Linked DNA regions of Zea mays: region 2 is linked to region 1. Evidence: chromatin contacts called from public Hi-C data. All regions are on one chromosome and are shown on one strand. The core of a region is the stretch at or near the end of the contact, and the rest is flanking DNA. Distances in the headings are between cores, read along the strand shown. Region 1 holds the start of LOC100193088 (WPP domain-interacting protein 2). Region 2 holds the start of LOC100281963 (small nuclear ribonucleoprotein Sm D1).

What was found. Hi-C and Micro-C count contacts between places; a contact is called where the count stands out from the background.
Region 2: a contact with region 1 is called in a Hi-C map of tassel, with 4 times the contacts expected there. The contact joins the promoter of LOC100281963 here to the promoter of LOC100193088 in region 1. A contact is called at or near these places in 8 of 25 Hi-C or Micro-C datasets (bundle sheath, ear, endosperm and 3 more).

Annotation. Positions count from the first base shown.
Region 1 is chr2:40,571,976-40,578,824 of Zm-B73-REFERENCE-NAM-5.0, reverse strand. It overlaps LOC100193088 (WPP domain-interacting protein 2), which reads right to left and starts at 2,749. Exons shown (of 3, transcript NM_001138251.1): 1 at 2,522-2,749; 2 at 1,358-1,609; 3 at 1-495. The coding sequence starts at 1,577. LOC103646329 (hapless 8) reads right to left here. Exons shown (of 4, transcript XM_008671062.3): 4 at 6,042-6,849. The coding sequence ends at 6,367.
Region 2 is chr2:41,027,642-41,034,416 of Zm-B73-REFERENCE-NAM-5.0, reverse strand. It overlaps LOC100281963 (small nuclear ribonucleoprotein Sm D1), which reads right to left and starts at 5,189. Exons shown (of 4, transcript NM_001154881.3): 1 at 5,044-5,189; 2 at 4,845-4,921; 3 at 3,674-3,865; 4 at 3,011-3,589. The coding sequence starts at 5,057. The coding sequence ends at 3,525. RAB2A (Ras-related protein Rab-2-A) reads left to right here. Exons shown (of 6, transcript NM_001112608.1): 6 at 1-197.

The sequences.
Region 1 (6,849 bases), core at 1,500-3,999:
GCTTGTCTACCTGCTCTTTCAGCATCACGATCTTGCTCTCCGTCTCTCGTAGCTTGAGCAGCATTCTGGTCTTGTCCCCGGCAGACAGCGCCCTGTGCTCCTCCAAGGCCACCCGGTCCTCCGCTCGGACCTGCCAATTCTGGCTCGCTTTCAACATCAACAGACACTGAATTTCAGCCTCTAGTTTCTCCTGGAGATGGCGCTCCAGCTCTGTCTCCAATTGGTCGATGCTAGCTGCTGCCTCCTCCAACTCCTCCTCCAGCGCTGCCCTGTCTGCAGTACCGATGAGTATTTGAAGCTTGGAAAGCATCAGGTCTTTCTCTCTGATGGTGTTTGATGCTTCTTTCACTTTCTGTTCAAGATGTTCCATCTTCTCACTCAGTTCCAACACATCAGCCTCACTATACGGCAAAAGGATCACATCTTGGTCTTTGTTACCGGAAGTGGATTCCTCCGCCTCAAGTTCTTTGCCAAGTTCTGATAATTTTCGTATCTCTAAGCAGCACACACAAAAAAAGAGGTGGTTAATACAAACATAAACTAGAGCTCAAAGACTAAACAATTTTTAAATAACCACACCAATCAAGCGATATGTTTCAAGAATATTTCACTAATAACTGGGATGACACAGCTTTGTTATAACCAAGAACCACTATAGTTTGGTGATCCGTTAGAACTAGAACTAGCCAAAAGCATCAAAATACTCCAGAAGTGCACACCTGTCCCTTATCTTATATTGTGAATCAACCAATGATTATTTTTTCTTTTATTTTCAAAATGATGTGAGAGCAAATTTTGTTACTGATGTGGAAAGCATGCTTCATAATACCAGGAAGGATCGTTGTCTGTGTCTATGGAATGAAAGAAAAATAGTAAATGCAAGGCAGGGAGCTCTATAGTCATGAGCTTTTGTGTATTTTGACAAATGCAGCACTGAACAAGACACAATTACTCGTTCTTTAGAAGGGGGAGGTGTGAGCAAACTATCGTCACATATAACCGGACAAAACAACCTGATATAACTGGACAAAACAACATGTTTAGTAAATAATGCATGGCGCATGACCAAAGCAAGCATGGACATGTTTGAAGAAAAGCAAGACTTAAAAAGAAAGGTGTGGTCTGGAAAAGTTACTTCAGCCAGCAAAGCTGTAACTCCATGAAATTCCAAGTTTCCATGTACCATAAAAACACTGTACATATACTGTGTTCCTTAAGCAAAAGTATTAAACAAGTCATGACACATTTCGAACATGGTTGAAAATTACATAGTGTAAGAAGGTACACAAGCAATTTTTTGTTTTTTTTTTTTAAAGTGCATGAGAAACATGAATAAGGTTAAGATCTTTTTTTTTACCATTTTCGAGGATTTGCTGTGTCGTATGAAGTGAGGAAACCGATTCAGCAAAAGGATCACCATTTCTATCTTGGTTCACCCAGCTCCATTCATTCTCATCATTTTGCTCTTCGCTACTTATTATCATTTCCTCACCAACGTCACTGTCCCTTTTGTATGCTGACTGGACCTCCTCGCTTTGGCGGTCCTCACTCCTATCCCCATCATAGTTCATCGACATTGTCCTACACCTGTAGTTGCTGAAAGCATCACCTGCGCGCATCAGATGCTATCAAGTAAGGTTCAGCGAAGGAAGCGTGTCCCCTGTCCCTAATAGCCCTTCAGTGTGCCTTGCGCCCTTTTCCTGCAAAGCCAAAAAATCCTTCACCCTAAACCCTTTTCCCTATTACAATCTCCAGCGGTCTTCAGCCCTATTACACCTAGCGAATAGCCAGCCAGCCCATCGCTAGCACCAAAAAAAAATTGATGTTGAACTGCAGCGGGTTGTCAGGAGGTTGCCTCCTTACTCTTTCTCCACCTCCTTAATCTGCACCGCTTCCTTGGTGGCGTCTCTACAAACAACTTATCTAGTGGTCCTAATGCCTTTAGGGGAGAGGGAGAGCTATCGACCACTGCCTTTCATCGAAAGGCAACTTTGGAGGGGAAAGCACAGGATTCTCTGTCCTAATGCCAATACCAAAAGTTGAAGTTGGTGTTGTAATGTTGTTGAGGCGCAAATCAGCTAACGTATTTGACTATCTGCATCTCCAAATTGAGGTTACCTTGCCCTGATTCGGATCAGAATCATGAGGCGGCTCTGGAGGATACTGGTCTAAATTTTCTGCCCTAGTTGTAAACTCCAATTTAGGCATGCTAATTTCACCTCTATCTCTCTTTTTTTTTTTGTGTGTCTAAATCCTATGTGCTGAAATGAAAGACAAGGAAGCCCGATTGTGAATGTGGCTGAAGCTCCTGAAATCCAGCTCCCAGGGTTGGGTTCTGTGTTTCATCACACTCCTCCATCAAATGAACAATCCTCGTAAGCAGCCAGCAAAACACAGAATTCCACGAAACTATATATACTACACTACGAGACGTCGCCCTCGGTCACAACAAACCAGAAATTTCACGGGAAATTCCGAAATAAACCGGACCAACCTAGAGCGGCGGAGAAACCACACGCACCTGACGCGACGGAAGTTCCTGGGATTGGGACGCCGGGAGGCTAGCGGGGTGCGACCGTGCGAGAGGAGACAGCAAGAGCCGGTGGGGGGCGGGGGCGGGGCCGCCTGGAACGCAGGGAATATAGTATATGCAGCCCCGTAAGGATTTCCGTGAAGCAGCGGATAAACTGTGCGGCACGGAAGAGGGGAGGTTGAGGAAAGCACGAAACGAAGCCGGGGAAGAAAAGGATGTCCGTCAAGGAAGAAGAAGAAGAAGAAGAGTAGTTAACACGAGCACACGATGATGCTGGGAACCGGGGGGGATTCCGTTCCAGATACCGGTTGTCTGCGGTTTGACGGAACGTGGGTTCGGCCCGCTGTAGACCGTAATCTGAACTCCTAGTAGAAAAGAGAAGGCCGTGTGGGGGCGCTGCGGGGGGAATTGCTGGTCTTCGGGCTTTGCCAGTCGCAGAAGCCCGCTTTTGTGGAGTTTTATTGGGCCATGCTTTATCCAGGTTATATAGCTGCTGGACATACGATTAGTTGGTAGCTGTACCGATCGACCAACCTAGTCGACCGCAGTTAAAGCCACGGGGAATCATAAGAACCCAAGTTTATCATTAGAGTTGTATCGTGCAGCAGCAGCGGAAGTGCCGCTAAATAAAATAAAAAAAGACAAGTGGAGAGTGCTACGTGTCCACGTAGAGTATGGACAATGACGTGAGCTTTGCAGCTCAAAGTCCCGGTCGACCACGTATGGATGGCGGACTTGGCATCCGAGGGGTAACCACTCCTGTTGTCGGACACTGTGCTCGCCACCCTTCACCCTCTCGCCTCTCGGATGCAGCAGAGCCCATCGTCGCCTGGTGCGGTGGTGCCACCCTTCACCCTCTCGGAGGCATACTTTGGTGGGCACGCACGACGCGAGAGGGGCACGCGGACACACACGGCCCCCTTTTCCTCAGCTCTTATCGCTGTCGGGCCGCCCCCACGGCCGCAGCTGGGGCAGCCCGCGGCCGTCGCTCTGGTTCGTCCCCCTTTTCCTCGCCGGCTGAGCCCTCTCCCCTGTGTCCCTGTCTCTGTCTGTCTGCACTCTGTAGACTGTTGTAGGATGCATGGATTGGTCCGCTGTTCACGGTGGACACACTACCAGGCCACCCAACAAGCTAGCGACGGCTCACTATGGCGCGGCCATCGGTACGGGTCCGCGAGTGAGGCATCAGCATCACCTCCTTCCTTCCCATCCTCAGCTGCCTCGCCTCGCCGCCTTCGCTCTCTCCCGTCCCGACCGGCTCATCTGCCAACAAAAGTCCATTCATGTCATCGGACACGGGCGCCCTCCCCTCTGGCCGGTACTAGTAGGAGTAGCCGAGTAGTACTCGGTGCTAGCAGCTGCCTGCTCGATCAGGGGACACGGATGAATGATACGTGGCCGGCCGTCCAGTCCACAGACGCGCCATCACCGCCCACAGCCTGCCACTGTCGTTCCCCGCGCTGCAGGCACCCGGCCCGCCGTCGCTGCCCACCACTCCAGTTTGCTGCTCCTTCCATCCCCACTGTAGTACTAGCGAATTGCATACATTTCTTAACCCGTTTCAGGTACTCGTACTCTATTACAGTCCACAAGCTCTCTGGTCATTATACATTGCTATTCTCAATGGTGATTTCACGCACATTTAGTACTGTGCAACATCAGATTCCTTGATGACATGACATATAGCATTCAAGAGGATTTGAGTTTCATGAGGATGAAACGCTTTCAACTCGATTCTAAGTTCTTGAAAACCGTCTAAAACCTAGCGATTTGCTTCACCTTCACATATTTCATCGGCTTCTATTGGCCATTGATTTGCAACGTGTAATTGATATGTTAACCTGTAAAATAGTAAAGTGAAATATTGCATTAAGAGCCATTGTTTCATCCGTAGTTTTATACCACTTTTCGATGATACCACAGCGTTAAAAAGAGCTATACGGATTTTTCATTGAGAATAGCCTAATAGCTCGTTTGGGGGTGTACATATTGTAGCACGGAATTTGGAAATTTGGAAAATCAGCTTTCCTGAATTCTGTTGCTTGGTTGCACATGGAATTGAGATTTGAAAACAGAAATCCAGTTCTAATGGAATTGGTCTATAACTAGAAACTCCATCTCCCAGTACAGAGCGTCACCCCTTTGAATTGCATGGATTTAGACCGCATAATTCTAAACTCCAATTACATGACATCCAAACAATAGAATTGGAATTACTTCTCGTTTCAGTACTATGTCTAATTTGGTTTTGAACCCAATTCAATTCCTTACCCTCCAGTATCGACATTAAAATGGAGCAAAGCATTTCTTGTCAAGGAATAGATTAAGGAGGAGGCGTAGTATGTGCAACACATGAGAAAGGGTTGGTTTTGGACCTATTCCTAAAGGCTTATTCAATTAGGAGTAGATTTATAGGGATGTAGAGGTCATTAGAACAACTCCAAAAGACTACTAAAAATTTATTTCCTTAAACTTAATATTAGGGTCTACTGTAAAAAAATTCTTAAAAAATTATAAGGGTCTGTTTGGTTGGACTATAGCTGTGAAAAAATCGTTATGCGCTATGAGGTGTAAAAAAGTTGTTGTGTGCTGTGAACTGCTAAAAAACTAAAAAAAAGTTGTGTAAACCATTAAAACCCGCAAAAAAATTATATATTTTCACGATTCTATTCAAAAGCCACTAAAAGCACGACTTTTAGAAAAAAAGTGCTTTCTAGATCTAGCCATTTAACTTGGCTTTTGGAGAAAGCCAAAGCCAAAAGCTAAACAAAACACACCCTAAATTCATAGAAATTTGAGGGAGAAAAGGCTAGATATTCAGGACACAAAGATAATGGAGGATAAAAAGGTACCGTTGGAGGACTCATTTTGCGCTTTCTTCCCAACAAATGTTTTACGAGTTTTGTTGGAGTTGTTCTTACTAATCAAAATTAAACATAAATAGATTTAATCTCTATGGAACTGAACTAACTTGGTTCACCCGACGATGTTTTATGTGTAGTATAACCAAACCATAGATAGTTTCTCGCAGTTACATAATATAACCATGAACGACAAACAATACATATAGAGCCCGTTTGTTTGATTTCAAATATTATATAATTCAGCTTATTTTATATAGATTATATAATCCGCATTATAATACGGTTGATATAATCTTATTAAAAAATGTTTGTTTACTCATATTATTAGCGGATAAAAGGCCAAAAAATAATCTAAAATAAACACTTAATGACATGCTTATATATTATCATAATCTAGATATCTAGATTATATAATCCACCATAATAATCTACCATAATAATCTATGATGTTTATTTGTCTATTAACTTTGGATTATATAATCTAGAGGTTAAACAAACAAGGCAATAATATCATGACTTACACTGCTGAGCTAGCAACTATCATGACTTACACTGCTGAGCTAGCAACCACTGGCAGAACAGAGTGGAAAAGAACAAACACCAGACTATATATAAACATGCAAATTGGATTATAAGATTCTAGCTGCCTTTTCGATAAATACTGAGATATATTCCTTTGCAGAACTGTTGGGAATTGCATACTATAATTTACTGCGACTTTGCAGGGAAGTAATTAAAACACTTTTGACGGCAAACATGTTGTACCTTTAAGTCGGAACCAAAAAAAAGAAAAGAAAATCTAAAGCAACCTATGTGAAAATCCTCATGAAACTCAGACATCTTGCAGGCTGACTAGTCTCAGCATTTTAGACCCATCACGAAACTCCCATGTACCCCCACTTTTACAGAGCGATGACGACCGGCAAGCCAAATGGAGTTCTCCTGGTCATTCGAGTTACTGAGAAACCATCACCCCAGATTCTGCGAGTAGTACACTGGCGGGTTCATGTAACCGGCTCGAGACTGCACGAAGAACGGGTTTGGCATGTAAGGACTGGCGACTTCCGTTTGGCTTCCTTGACTCGACGAATTGACGCCGACCATTGAGCCAACGTTTGCGTACACGAGCATGGACCCAACAGCCCCCCTCTCCCTTGGCAAAACTGGGCTCTGCGGTGGAAAGCAGTAGAACGGACGGGGTGGCATGTTGTTTGGTACTACCGGAAGTGGTGGAGGCGGAGCAGGGGGGAACAGCATGCTACCTTGTGGCTCACTTCTGCGCTCAGGAGAGTCGTTGATCACGATCACTTCTTTCATCATGTAGGTTGGGCGATGCATGGCAGGCATGATGTTTCTGTAGGGCTTCTGCTGGGAGTGATGGTCAGATTGCATCACAGAACCACCACGCAATGGAGGAGCAACGAAGCCGCTAGCTTGAACACTTGGTAGAGG
Region 2 (6,775 bases), core at 3,940-6,439, 450 kb before region 1:
CCAGGGTGCTTTGTTATTTGATGCACCAACGGGTGGCAGTGCCTGAACGATTTGAGACATTCAGTTTTATTTATGTCAGGTGTTCATAAACATTCTGTAAATCACTAGATTCTTCACCGTCATTCGTCATTAAGCGCTCACAAATTCTGTCCGTTTGCGCGTGTAAATAAGATACCTCGATGCATCGTTTGGTGCGATGTTAGTTTGTCTTTTTTGAATATGTTGGAACTTGGAACTCCATGTTTTGACAAATACTCTGCTTTCAGAGGGACAATCGCTATGATCGGGATAATCGCTGAATAGTGAAATACTCTGCTTTCAGAGGGACAGAGGTTCCGTTTAGGATTGTGGTAGATTTCCGCGGCATGTATAAGCTTAGTTTTAGTTTTGCCTGTAGAAAAAATGTTAGGACACTTTTGTCTACTTGGATGATTGCATCTTGCTGGTTTTGTAGTTAAAATCACAAAGGCGTCTAGCTGAGAGAGAGAAGTTAAAAAAAGATGAGTAAAAGAAAGAAAAGGAGAAAAGAGTCAAGAAGCAAAAAAAAAAGAGAACAAAAAAGGAAGTAAAAAATAACGAAGTCAAAAGAAAGGAAGAGAAATAAGGTTTGCATGTAGAACTCTAGTATATAGGATACTATATTTAGGACAAGAGAGACTGAGTCACTGAGCCCTATAATCGTTTAATGTTTTTTTTGTAAAATATAACCCCGTTGGAGCATATTCCTGATGTTAAAACCCTATATTTCAAAATAGGACTTCATTTATGACTCTTGTTAGAGATGTCTTAGTTAAAACATCGTTCTAGTTAATTAAAATTTAAAGGACAACAACTAATATGCAAACAGCCATTAAATACAAACGTGCAAGCAGGTATCCTAATCTGTTAGATCTAGATCCAACCGTGTGTTATATTTAGCACTTAAACCCTTTTACCATCACTCGTGTAGCTTTATAATAAAAACTCTAACAACCAGGTATAACATCTACAGTTGTATCTAGATCTAACAGACATACCTGCTTGCACGCTTGTTACTAATGCCTGCTTACGTACCACAAAAGATTGCAGCCGAGAGAGAGACAAGTAAAAGGAAAAAGGGTTCGTAGGTAGGGTTTTTTTTACAACAGTTTGCAGATAGGTGAGGTTGGACTCGTATAGTAAAAGTTCGCTTGTCGGTCGTAGAAGATTGATTCCCCCTCCCTAATTATGGGGGTGGGCAGCAAAAGAGGACGAAGGGCCAACATATCAGTCGGCGAATACTGCAGCAGCTCATATAGTTTCGCCAAGATATATGCAGTGAGCAGACAAACAAAAACGAGGACTCGGTTCCAAAAAAAAAAAATATTCATCATAGAATCAGTTGAACCTGTAGTCTACACTCTAAAGTCTAAACCAAGCAACAGGAGTTTGCACACACTGTTAGATCTAGATCTAACAGTATGTTATATTTAGCACTTAAACTTTTTTACCATCACCTCGTGTAGCTTTATAATAAAAACTCATAACATCTACCGTTGTATCTAGATCTAATAGACCAAGATGACTATGACTACTTGCACGCTTTGCTGCTTACATACCACAAAAGATTGCGCCCGAGAGAGAGACAAGTAAAAGGAAAAAGGGTTCGTAGTTAGGGTTTTTTTTACAACAGTTTGCAGATAGGTGAGGTTGGACTCGTATAGTAAAAGTTCGCTCGTCGGTCGTAGAAGATTGATTCCCCCTCCCTAATTATGGGGGGCAGCAAAAGAGGACGAAGGGCCAACATATCAGTCGGCGAATACTGCAGCAGCTCATATAGTTTCGCCAAGATATACGCAGTGAAGCAGACAAACAAAAACGACGACTCGGTTCCAAAAAAAATATTCATCATAGAATCAGTTGAACCTGTAGTCTACACTCTAAACCAAGCGACAGGAGTTTGCACACACGTACGGTCCACGGAGGAGCTACCACACACACGTACAAATCAACACGCACGCTGGCACCGATCCCGACCGAGGCAGGCAGGAGCAGGGCACGGCCGGTGGCTCGGTCAGTTGGTACCTGTTGTGTTGCAGTCGAAGCAGGTGTGGTTGCGGCCGATCTCCGTGATCCTGTCGTAGCCGTGCCTGAAGACGCCGAGGCCGAAGAGGACGCCGACGAGGAGGACGATGACCAGGATCACCAGCAGGTAGCAACCCACCCACTCCTTGGTGCATCTGAGCTTGCACATGGCTCTCTCCCCCGGCCCTGGTTGCCGCCTCTCTCCCTCTCCCTCTCCCTCTCCGGGACCGGGAGGAGGGGGTTCTTATCGGAGGAGGGAAATATGCTAGGCGAGTGCCTGTCGCTCGCCCGGTCGCCCCTGTCCCTTCGGCGGTATGGCGACGGTATCGGGCAGAGCTGTGCTGTGCTGTGTGTGTGTCAGGCTGTTAGTGATGATGATGTGCCTTTTGCCTTTGTGCCATGCCAAGAATCTGATCGCCGCGGACTGCGTGGACTAATGCCACGAACACATGGCTATCTTTTTCTCCCGCCGTACGAATCATCGGCGTGTAAAGCTGTATAATAGTGTGGCCGGGAGAAGGCACAGGCGACTGATGGAGGGACGAGCGTAAACCCAGGGCACGCGGGACATGTTTATCCGGTGATAGCTACTCTATACAAGCACAGGACACAACCACAGCCGCCCATGCCTATTGCCTACCGCCCACGCCTACTGCCCTATGCACGATACTGGTACAGCGACTCGCAAGTTGGACGAGACGCTTGAAGTCCGTGTGCGCTGCTGCCTCGTGAGGGAGTGTCCTGTGCTACTCACCAGTCGACCACAGTATTGATAGATCGCCGGGCAAATCATACACACGGCAGGGAACAAGAGGGTAACTGTTTATTATGTCCAGTCACACAGCACTAATATCTTCATCTCTCTGTTCATAAGCTAATCTTCTCTAACTTAACCAACTCTACTTAAGGAAACTAATGGCTCATTTTGGTGCCAAATCGGAACATACTGAGACAAAAAGAACCAATAGCTAGCAATCCTTTACCAATACAGCAGAAAAGTCGATAAAGGCCACGGGCATCGTCTGAGAGAGACCTGTAGATGCCAACTGCTTTAGCAAAACCAGTATCTGCGATCCCCCGAGCAGCACAATGGTAATTTAGTTTCAAGCAGAGGTCAAGATCTAACAGAGCCAGCCACAGGCATAGCTCCAGATCAATAATCCCCAGTCCCCCCCATGTGGCAAACACAAGTATACAACCCTAGACATCCAAAGCTCTGCGGCAGCTTACATGTATTCCACGGGGGAGAAAAAAAACATTACAAATTAACTAGAGTGTAAACCTAAGATAGGCATGAGTAGGGGGGCCAGGTAGACAGCGTGATTTCACAGCAAGAACTACTGACATTGAGATATTTCGTCCACCTTCATCAGAAGGGTAACGATGCAACATTCTTTCACACAGCGTGCAGAGGAAAGATGTTTTACATTGTAGAGGAAACTTGTCTTGCAAGGGAGCCGACAGCAGGGGAACGATAAAGCTCAGCGTGGCCCCCGGCCCCGACCACGTCCACGACCTCGGCCGCGACCACGCCCCAAAGGCTTTCCTGCACAGAACAGACGTTGGCCAGTGAGTCGGTATCATTAGCAACAATTAGACTCGATCAGAACAAAGGCAGGCGAAACCAAACCTGTAGTTGGCTTCTTAGGCTTCACCCTAGGGGTTTCCTCTACCAGCAAGGTTTCCAGGTTTAAGCTGTCGGGAAGGATGTAGTAGCGGATGTTGTTTCCTCGCACGCTGAGGTGGTCAAGTGTTACAGGGTTCTTCCCTTTCAGTGTAAGCTTCACTGTCTTCAGATGAGTGTTCATGCTTATGTCAACACCTACCCAAAAAAAAAAAGATGCATGGGTCAGGGGATATTATTGTGTAAAAACAAAACCATGATCCTAGATTAACCTCATCGGTATTAGCAAAATATGTGCGGATCATAATACTGTGAGAGTACACCGTTCAAGTGCCAGAGCTGCAATCATACAGTGATTTCCTGAATTGTAGCAGAGAGGGGGAAAAAAGAGGAAAGTTCAAAATAAGCCTTTCACGATGTATATTCCCCTGTCTTGTGAAAAATGAACTTTTGCATGCTCTCAACATCAAAATGTAGTTTACAGGCAACCTTATCCACCCAAAACATTAACATGGGAAAAATCTAGAAAGTTGTAAACTAGCATTCCAATCCAGATTCCCAAGAAACCCCTCTTATTAGGAAGAAAAATCAATACTCTCTATGCATTTCAGTATATGACAATGTATGACATCATCTAAGTTTCACAGTTCACATGTATTGAAGCCCTCAAGGAAACCACACAAGCCCATGAGAAGCTAAAACTATTGCAAAATCAACTATGCACTTGAATTCCTGTTGTTTAACAGACATCTGATCACTTGACGAATCCCTACCACTAATGGACCTAAAACTTGAGGCAACCAATTGACATATTCAACTATCCCTACCTACTAGTCATCACTCGACAGGAATGCCCCTTGATTGAATGAATTATACAAGAAATTTAGGGCTAACCAATTGACATATTAAACATATGGTTTTATTTAAAAGGACTTGTGGCACAAAAGGCATGCTCAACTCTACTGTCTCAGTGTCTCTAGAACTAAAGTCAGACAGCAGTGACAAACAACACGGCTCACAAGCAAATCACGATACCTACTAGATCGAGCTGAACACATCCTAAGGAAGTAAGCATACACGCATCGTACAAAACACCTTAAAATTTGAAGCCTCTTCAGATCGCAGAAAATTTAAAGGTTTTCCCGCGGCCCCGCTAGAGGTTAGAGTCGAAGCGTACCGGTGATGGTGCCGTGTACAACCGTGCCGTTCTTGAGCTCGATGGTGACCGTCTCATTGTTCAGCTTCATAAGGAACCTGCGGCGAAGCGCACCGAAATGAGCACCAAAATAGGCGAAGTTCGTAGCAAACGGAGCGGCGAGGAACGGTAAAGGGAAGCCAACCCTAACAATGGGCGAACGAATACGGGGGGGCGTTACCTGACGAGCTTCATCTTGGCGTGCCTGGCGTAGGGAAGGAGCGGCGGCGGCGGCGGCGGGGAGAAAGCGCGGAGGAAGCCGGCGGAGCTGACGCTTGTTTGCTTTCTCGGAGCGGCAGGAGTAAACCCTAGTTTGAATGCTGATCTGGCGGACGGGTGGGAGGAGGTTCGAGCTGCTTAATTGGGCCTTTGTTGGGCCCCATTTATATTGATCTTTTTGAAAACCTACTGTTCCTCGCAAAATATGTTCTCTTAAAAACATATTGGGCCATTTGTGTCGGTATTAGTACGGAAACATTTTTTCTCGAAACACTGTATTTGTATGGAAACATGCTCATGTTCCTGGCAAAATATGTTCTCATAAAAACTAAAATTCACAGGAGTCCTGGACCCGCAGTACTTACTCATGTCAGTCCTCTATGATTATAGAGCATCCTCAGAGACCAATATAAATCTTTTATACACACTTTATTCTCACTCATATGCATTTTAGAAAACTTTTCGGTCGGTCACACATCTCAATATTGCTCTGGTCCAAGCACGTTTAATCTAGAGTTTCTTTCAAGACAAGTTTTTGAAAAAGAAGATCACATGGTTGGTATGAGTAGTTTATTAATTTTGTTAAGCCTTAGGTCAGGACATAACTCTCCATTGGGCCAGAATATCACATGTGTTCTTATAAAAACTAAAATTCACGGGAACACGAGAGTAGCCTTTTTCGTGGTGTTTGGCAAATGGGAAATGAGGGTCGGGATATTGAAAATGAAAGGTGGGATTGATGTTCTCCTATGTTTGGACGATGGGAAATGGAGATAGGGAAATAAAGACTAGCGTACTTATTCGGTACCCCTTCCTTTTATCTCAATCCATTTCCTCATCCCTATCTCAATCCCATCCAAACATGTGCTTGTGTGCAGCTTGATGAAATGACTGCATAACCACATATTATATCTAGTGCTTGTGTTATGCGTACCTTGTTAAAACGACTGCATTAACATGTTGTGTAGAACTGAAGGCACGAGGTCATCACGGCTAGAAAACATGACGAGACATCACCGGCTCAGATATGATCACGCTAATCACTTCTAAACTAAAAGTGCAACCGTTATATATAAGGTTTATATTTGATAGATTTTGTGAATTGATATTGTACCAAAAAAATGTTTTTTTTTGAATTATTCACATTATCACATGGATTGCATTGAGAGAAGGATTGGTTGCATATGGAAAGCTTTGTCCTATGAAGCTTTATTTGCTCGAAGTTTCATGTTATCAGAATAGAAAAAGGCAAAGGCCCAGCCAGCAGTGAACAAAGATAGGAGAATTAATCTTGTTCCTTAAAACCTGAAGCCTTTTGAAGCGCTCTCCGCGATTCATGGCTCTCCTGCCACTGCTGCGTCGACGCGTGGCGTGTGCTCACGGACCCGAAAATGTGCTTCAATTCAGTAGAGCTGCGAACGTAGCGTCCCGTATTCCTCTCTCTCAATCACTTCCACCTCCGCCTTCGTATGCCTTCTCCTACACGGCTGGGCCCGCATCCCCTCCCCCTCGGATTCTTCGACGACTGCTGCCTTTTGCTCGCACCAGCCAGTTTCGCCCGACGAACTCGGTCGACGAGGGGCCACATCGTTCGGAAGGAACTGAGCCTCCGGCAAGGGTGCCATCGAAACCACAACCAGCAGGCTAGCCGCCTTCGTCTCCCTCGCGCGCCTCGGCCTCCCAGCTGTCGACGC